2 separate regions of the Gossypium arboreum genome follow, and region 2 is linked to region 1. The links are chromatin contacts, called in public Hi-C maps. All regions are on one chromosome and are shown on one strand. Each heading gives the region's core, a stretch centred on a gene start, on an enhancer-like site or on the middle of the called end of the contact. The rest is flanking DNA. Distances are from core to core; before and after follow the strand shown. Region 1 holds the start of LOC108465801. Region 2 holds the start of LOC108450198.

Region 1 (4,206 bases), core at 545-3,044:
AATCCCCAAGGGTGAAATAGTAAACCCAGAGAAAATGAGAGTAAAGTTATTTATTTTTTTTATCTAATTTTCCTTTCAGTCCCTGCACGTTTTACACGTTTAAAATTTAATTCCTTTACTTTTAATCTTAAGAATTTAGTCTTTCTTCTATTTGATTTAATAATTGATGTTTAATTTATAATTTCGTCAAAGCATTTTTGTTAATGCAGATTATGTAACATTTTTTTTGGGACATGAAGAAGGATAAAATCATATCTAGACTAAATGAAGCTAACTCATTCTAGAACAATCATCATGTAATTTTTGAAAAATTTTATTCGGGAATTGCATATAGCTATACCTATTTAAAAGTCTTGAAAATACCATTATTACCAGTCCATGGATGATTTTATTGCTCTCTCTGAATACATGTAGTAATTTTAAAATAAAAGAAATGTGCTCACATGACCCACATTACATGTGCTCAAGACCAAATAAGCCAAAAAAAAAGAAGAAGAAAATGTTGAATATGGGGTTGTAGGATTTTCAATTATGAATCTAGAGTTTAAGGTTTTTATATAATGTTTTATAAAAGCAAAATAAAACTCCATACCTTTTTTCTCATATGAATTTTATGTAATTTCAAATTGATTATGTGAGCAATATTTTATTTTAAAATTGTTATATAATCTGTAGTGGTTTTAGAAGTAATTTCGACATGAAAAACATTTTTTGAAGCAAAAGAATTCTAAACAAACAAATTTTGAAGGAAATTTTTGGTTTTTTAAAAGCATTTTTCTGAATGGAGTAGTTCAAATTTTTTAGCTTCTTCTCTTTCAAAAATATTTTTGGCAACTTAATTACCATTTCACCCCTCCAACATATGGCACTTCCTATTCTCTAGCTAATTGCTTAAAAATATTTAAAATTTATTTTCATATATTAAAATATAACAAATTATAATAAATTATTTTCTATATTCTTATTAAAATATCATAATATTAATTAATTTAAATATTATTTAAATGCTTATTTTTAATTTTAATACCATGTCTTAAATGAACATTTTATTTATCAAAAGTACTTTTTGAAAGCAATACTAAACATTTAAATCTTAAACCAAACTTTTCACAAGTATTTCTCAAAATCACTTTCCCAAAACATTCTTTAAAAATACTTCTCAACAGCAATACTAAACTAATCATTTAGCATTACTTTTCAAAAATGATTTTGGGCCAAAAAATATTTTTGAGTAAAAGTTAAAATTATTTGCTTCTACTTTTGACTAAAAAATACTTTTGCAAAACATTTTTGTCTCAAAAATACTTTTGAAAAGTTCAAAAGCATATTGTTTAGCAATATTTTATCTTAAAAATGTTTCTTAAAAGCAATGTTAAACTGATACTAATTTAGGGTCAACTTAACATTGTTTCTAATAAGTACTTTTGGGGGAAAAAATATTTTTGAGATAAAAAATTACTAAACAAGTTACTTTTTGAGCTTTACAAAAGTGCTTTTAAGACAAAAAAAAATGCCTTGGGAAAGTGATTTTTTGCTTAAAATTAGAAGCAAAAAATTTTAACTTTTATTCAAAAATATTTTTTGATCCAAAGCCATTTTTGAGAAATAATACTAAACTAAACCTAATGAAAGTGTTTTGATGGTGTTATCAATTGGAGTAAAATTATCGAATAAAAAAAAATAAAGAGGCTAAATTTTTAGAATTAAAACTATACTAAAAATTTCACACATGCATAGAGTACAGGGACTTAGAGCAGAATTAAACCATTTGTTTTTGCTCTTTCTTTAGGTTTAGTATTTAAAATTGCCACCGATTAACAGAGAGGCACCAGCTCTTTATTCCTTATAAATTTATTTTTAAGATTCAATTTATTTTCTCCTTCTACCTTATTTTTCCCATCAGTTTCTTTTTAATGTTTTGCATTTATCGATTTTCATTAGTTGATAACAAGAGTCTCTCACTGTCTAAATTTTGGGGCTTTTTCTGTGTGTGTTTTTTCCCTTGTGAAAAGGGAGATTATAGTTAATAGGTAGCCGTTGTAAGTGGAACAAGGTTGCTAAAGATCGAACGAGATTTTCTGGAAGTTGATCTTTCTGGGTTCTTCAGCATTGACTTACAATCATATTTTTAAAAAAAAAATATTACTAAAAGGAGTTATAAATTTCTAGAAAAAATGTGGTGGATGATGAATGAAGGAGGAGGGCATTGTCCTAAAAAATCTGATGATATCTATGGAGATGTTTGTGGTCAGGTACTTCAATATTTTGATCTCTTTTCCTTTACCTTTTGATTTTTCTGTTAATCTTTTCGTAGGAATTTCAGGGAAATTGATGCCTTTGAGATTATTATTATTATTATTAATCAATTTAGCTGCTAATTGTTAGCTGTTAATTTCAACTTTTTTGGGGGTTTGGATTATGTTTTTTGAATCTTTCCTTTTAATTTAGGGTTTGAGAGTTTGATGGTTGATTTATCATCGATCTGAAATTGTGTTTAAGTAACCGAAAATCTTTAAAAAGCTAAAGAATAAGTAATTTGTGAACCTAATTTACATCAAAAAATTGGTTTGCTTTTAACCTATTTTATCCGGATTCGAGGTGAGTGCTGTCAATAGCTGTATATGTATTCGGCATGAATGTCAATACGAGTATTTTAGAAAAGATGAAGAATCTAGGTTTGTAACTTTTAATCATGGAGGAACGTCTGGAAAGCTATTACTTTTCATAGAATCTTATAGGGCATTACTTCGAATATGAGTTGCATGTATTCCATTGCTTTTCTGAACTTCCCCTTGCAAATCATGATGTTTATCGGCAGGGGCGAAGTCAAGAATTTTATGTTGGGGATCGGGATAATAGAGAATCAAATTATAAAACGTATCCCCCTTTGCTTTTTATACTCAAATAAATTTGATTAGTATTAATATCATATCTTCTCGATGTTATAGGATTTGAGCCGGTTGAGCATGTCGAGAATCCGCTGCATACTGCGTGGCATTGATTTGAGAACTTGTATTTTGCTGTTTGTGCTGGTTCCGACATGCATATTTGGTATATATACTCATGGGCAGAAGATTTCATACTTCCTTCGACCACTCTGGGAATCACCACCGAAGTCTTTCCATGATATCCCACATTATTATCATGAGAATGTATCGATGGAAAAGCTCTGTAAACTTCATGGTTGGGGAATTCGTGAATTTCCGAGACGGGTTTATGATGCAGTTTTGTTTAGCAATGAGGTGGATATCCTAACAATACGGTGGCAAGAGTTGTACCCTTACATTACACAGTTTGTTCTTCTCGAGTCTAATTCAACATTTTCGGGAATTCCAAAGCCTATGGTTTTTGCTAGCCATCGAGATCAATTCAAATTTGTTGAGCCCCGGTTAACTTATGGCACAATTGGAGGAAGGTTTAAGAAAGGAGAAAACCCTTTTATTGAGGAGGCTATGCAACGAGTAGCATTAGACCAGCTTCTCAAAATAGCTGGAATTACTGATGACGACTTATTGATAATGTCAGATGTTGACGAAATACCGAGCGCACATACTATCAACCTCTTGAGATGGTGTGATGACATACCTCAAGTTCTTCATCTTCGGCTGAAGAATTATCTTTACTCGTTCGAATTTCTCGTGGATAATAATAGTTGGAGGGCATCAATCCATAGGTATCAGACAGGTAAAACAAGGTATGCGCATTATCGGCAGGCGGATGAAATTTTGGCCGATGCAGGTTGGCATTGCAGTTTTTGCTTCCGCCACATCAACGAGTTCCTATTTAAGATGAAAGCTTACAGCCATAATGATCGAGTGAGGTTCTCTCATTATTTAAATCCGAAACGAGTTCAGAGAGTAATCTGCAAGGGTGCGGATTTATTCGACATGATTCCTGAGGAGTACACATTCAAGGAAATAATCCGTAAAATGGGACCTATACCGCATTCCTACTCGGCTGTTCATCTTCCTTCGTATCTTTTAGAGAATGCGGACAAATATAAATTTCTACTACCCGGAAATTGTTTGAGAGAAAGTGGGTAATTCTTGTAACAAGCTTCAGATGTTTGCATTTGTAAAGGCTAGTTCGAGGTGCTACCGAACAATCTACGGGGAAAATGCTTGAAATCCCAGGTTTGTATAGAAGTTATTGTTGACCCGAGTTTTAGTTGGAGGGTATTTGGTTCACTGATCCATTCATAGTTCC
Region 2 (4,028 bases), core at 1,464-3,963, 470 kb before region 1:
CGTGAAAACTTAATTCGAATGAATAAAATACAGAATATTTAAAAAAATAATATTTTTAAATGAAAATATCGAAAAATTTAGAACAAGAACTTGAGAAAATTAAGAGAATTGAGAGAGTTAAGAGATTAGAAAGAACTGAGAAGATAGGATGTGAGTGAAAAAAAAAATTTGAGGGTATTTATAAGTAAAAAATTGTTGTCCCCCTTTTAAATTCTTTTAACATTGCATGATTAATATTCAAAAAGCCGTTAAATTTGACTGTTGGGGAAAAGTATATCTAACTAGACATACTTTTTTATTCTCTCTTAAAAATATTCCATTTCCCTAATTTTTTTTAAAAATGACTTATATGTCTAATTTAACGTATAATGAAAAAGCATGAATAATTGATGGTGAAAAAAAGGTCAACTTTCAGACGGAGGACGTTGAATGACAGACTCTTATTGTGGACTTCGGCAAGGCGGTTCAATTGATTACCAAGATAATTTACTATTAAATAATAAAAAGGACTTATTTTATCTAGAAAGTGAAAGAAGGCAAGAAGAAGAAGAAGAAGAAGAAGAAGAAGAAGAAGAAGAAGAAGAAGCCAAATTGGGAATTAAATTCGCAGGTTTACAAGGCGGGAGCGTGTGAAGGACACATTTGGTGAAACGGGCGTGGTTTGGAAGGCTAAGGGTGAGTTTGGATGGGCGGCGCATTTACCTGCGGTTAGTGTAAAAACAGCGGTGGCGGTGAGATTAGATCATCGTAGCGACATCAGTGGCGTGAGATAAAAAGTAAGTTTAAACGCATCATCGCAAGACCCAATCGCTCATCCTAACCCACCCTGAGTGGACATGGATTTAATATGGATAAGGCATTACAGGTGGGACGAGATGAAAGCTTCCAGCTTTGGTCCAGCACACCTATCTTGACAACTCTCGCCAACTCCCTAGAATACTCCTTTAATTTCCCTAAAACTCAATCTTCTTTTTCATATTTTATTTGATTCTTTCTTCCGCAATCTATTTTTACCAATCCATCACTGCCACCTCTCCCAATTTTATTCCTTTTAATAGTAATGACACATTTCCGAATCCCTTTGGATGCAAGTTTTCTAGATTTTTAAAATATTATATTTATATTATTTTCTAATTACTGAAATTCCATGTAATGAAAATAGTTATTATTTAATACACATTGAGGTATGTAAGTTGAAAAAGAGATAAATATTTTATTAATAGTTATTATTTATATAATTAATTTTTAATATTTAATTATATATTTTAATATTTAATTATACTCTTATATGTTATAGGATACTTGTCAAATCCTTAATACAACTAGTGAAATATAAAAATTCCACTTATAATGTACTAAATAAATATATATATATACATTAAAGTTAATAAGATGATATTTAGTGGTTTATGTTTCTTAAATTTTATAGTGAGAGCATTTTATTTAAATAAAAATATTTTGAGAAATTTTGAAAATCCTTTTCAAAAATTTCAAAATGTTTATTTATGTAATTTTATAAATATTTTATATACTTTTAATCATAAATTCATAACTTTAAAGTAATTCATAACATATATTTAAATTTTAAAAATGTTTTTATTTATTTTATTTCATATATTTTGTCATAATTTCTTAGTTTTGTAAAAGCTAATATAATATAAAATTTTAAAAATAAATTAGGATAAAAAATCAAAATTAAAGTTACAATATTAAATAAAATTTGAAGAGAGATAATTCAACTATACATGTATAATATCGAGTCAAAGGTCAAATTAGTTGAAAAACCATCTCATCTTATTTTATTGTAATCTCTAAATCACTAAGAATTATAAATTGATATAATAAATATCGGATATAATGGTAAAACCTATTACATCTTTAATGAGAGAATATAAGTTCAAACCTTGAAAAAAATATTATTAATAAAACACTTACTTATCTCAAAAGAAATAATTTTGACAAATTATAAAATAGATATAAACAATATCTTAATTCTAAAATTTATTATATTATTAATGAATTTCATTGAGATAAAGAATTTTTTTTCAGTAAAATAGTATGGTATCATTCATAATTTTGATTTACCACCGCCCATCAAAACCATGTAGACTTTTCTTTAATGAGCGAATCTATGGACCCTTTAAATCAGTGCATTGAATATAAAGAAATAATGATTTATTTCACATTTTAGTTATTTTATTCCTTTATTTGTTCTTTTAGATTATATATATATATATATATATATATATATATATTTGTCAAATTATCTTAAAATAAATAAAAAATTAATGTTTTTAATTTTGTTAATGTAGTATAGAAGTAGATTGTCAGGTGACTGATATATAAGTATTTAATCAATTTTTAAAATTTTAAAAATTAAAAATATAAACATTATTTTAAAAATTAAAAATCATTAAAATTATTAACAAAGTATAAATATTTAAAAAATATTTTTAAATATTTTAAAATTTTAAAAATTAATTAAATGATGATTTACCAATAATTCACATAAATCAACAAACATAACAAAAGTTAATTTTTTATATTTTGAGATGATTTGATAAAAAGTACAAATTTAAGGACTCAAAAAAGAGTAAAAATAAATAGAATGCTAAAATAAATTTTTATAAAATTAGAAGCACAAAAATATTATTGTGCCATTTTAAAATGCTTTAAAAATATAAAAATAATGGTGATATTCATTTTTGGGGTGGGTTTTGTATAATAATTGGGGGACCATTCCACCTGGAAAACGAGATATGTGTGGAAATCTGAGAGGGGCGAAGACTGGTTGTGGGCTCCATCAACACTGAGTCTTCTTATTGGTCATCTCTTCTGTATGTTTGGAATTGTGGAAAAATATAGGTAACAATTTGTGGTAAAACCATTTTCAAACTTTGAAACCCAGAAGCAATCTATAATCAAAACCAAAAACCCAAAATCATACAACAGAAAAAAAATTGGTAACCTCTTTCATCTGCCCCCCTTTTCAACGGTAGCAGCATATAAGGGTCATATCTTACCCAGAGGAAAGCCTCCATTGTTTCTTTGTAGAACAAGAAATTGGAGGCGAATCGTCTGGAATTTTAATCTTTTGGGTTTTTTTATTTTTTATTTTTGGTAGAAGATGATAAGATGGTGTATTTCTTCTTTTCAATTAGCTGAGCTGTTTATTAGCTCGGTGGTTCATCTTTTATATGGGTTTTATGTGTACAGCACTGCTGTTGCTGCGGACCTTTCACAGGCTTTGAGTGAATGTGTTTTCAAGTCTAATGTAAGTTTAGAGGTGAAAAAGCAAGATCCCAATAAGTCTACTGTTGATGATCTGCCTCCTATTGTTTTGGTTCATGGCATTTTTGGATTTGGCAAAGGAGTATGTTTGTCTTCCTTTTCTTTTTTCTTTTTGGTGTTCATTAACATGGTTTTTTCTTTTTTTTTTTTTAGTTGAAGCAGAATTTATGATGTGGTGTGGGTTCTGTTTGCAGAAATTCGGAAGCTTTTCATATTTTGGAGGGGCTGAAAAGAAAGATGAGAGGGTTCTTGTGCCTGATTTGGGGTCTCTCACCAGCATATATGATAGGTGAGCTGATTGTTTACGGATTAAATGGTTGAATTTAGGTCCATTTAGGTTTGATTTTGTATGTTGGTATGGGAATTTTGAGAGGGTCATGGGGTTTTGGTTTTCAGGGCTCGTGAATTGTTCTATTATTTGAAAGGTGGGAGAGTTGATTATGGTGAACAACATAGCAAGACTTGTGGCCACTCTCGGTTTGGTCGAATTTATGAACAAGGCAAGCTGAAATGTCCCACCTTTTTTTTATTGATTATTATTATTAATCTATTTTTTCTGTTTGTGTGTTTTCATTTTGACAAAACATTGTTACTAGAAATGACGTTTCGATATTCGTTCTTTGCACTGGATCGATCCACGTTCATTTAAGACTGGTTTGATTATTGTACTGTGATGTTGGGATGACAGGGCATTACCCACAATGGGATGAAGATCACCCTATTCACTTTGTTGGCCA

The links. A called contact is a pair of places that touch in the nucleus more often than the background predicts.
Region 2: a contact with region 1 is called in a Hi-C map of leaf, with 2.6 times the contacts expected there. The contact joins the promoter of LOC108450198 here to the promoter of LOC108465801 in region 1. A contact is called at or near these places in 2 of 5 Hi-C or Micro-C datasets (both in leaf).

The regions. Positions count from the first base shown.
Region 1 is chr5:49,204,085-49,208,290 of ASM2569848v2, reverse strand. LOC108465801 reads left to right here and starts at 1,794. Exons shown (of 2, transcript XM_017766181.2): 1 at 1,794-2,252; 2 at 2,949-4,206. The coding sequence starts at 2,175. The coding sequence ends at 4,043.
Region 2 is chr5:49,674,421-49,678,448 of ASM2569848v2, reverse strand. It overlaps LOC108450198, which reads left to right and starts at 2,713. Exons shown (of 9, transcript XM_053029089.1): 1 at 2,713-2,865; 2 at 3,217-3,373; 3 at 3,486-3,580; 4 at 3,688-3,791; 5 at 3,980-4,028. The coding sequence starts at 2,840.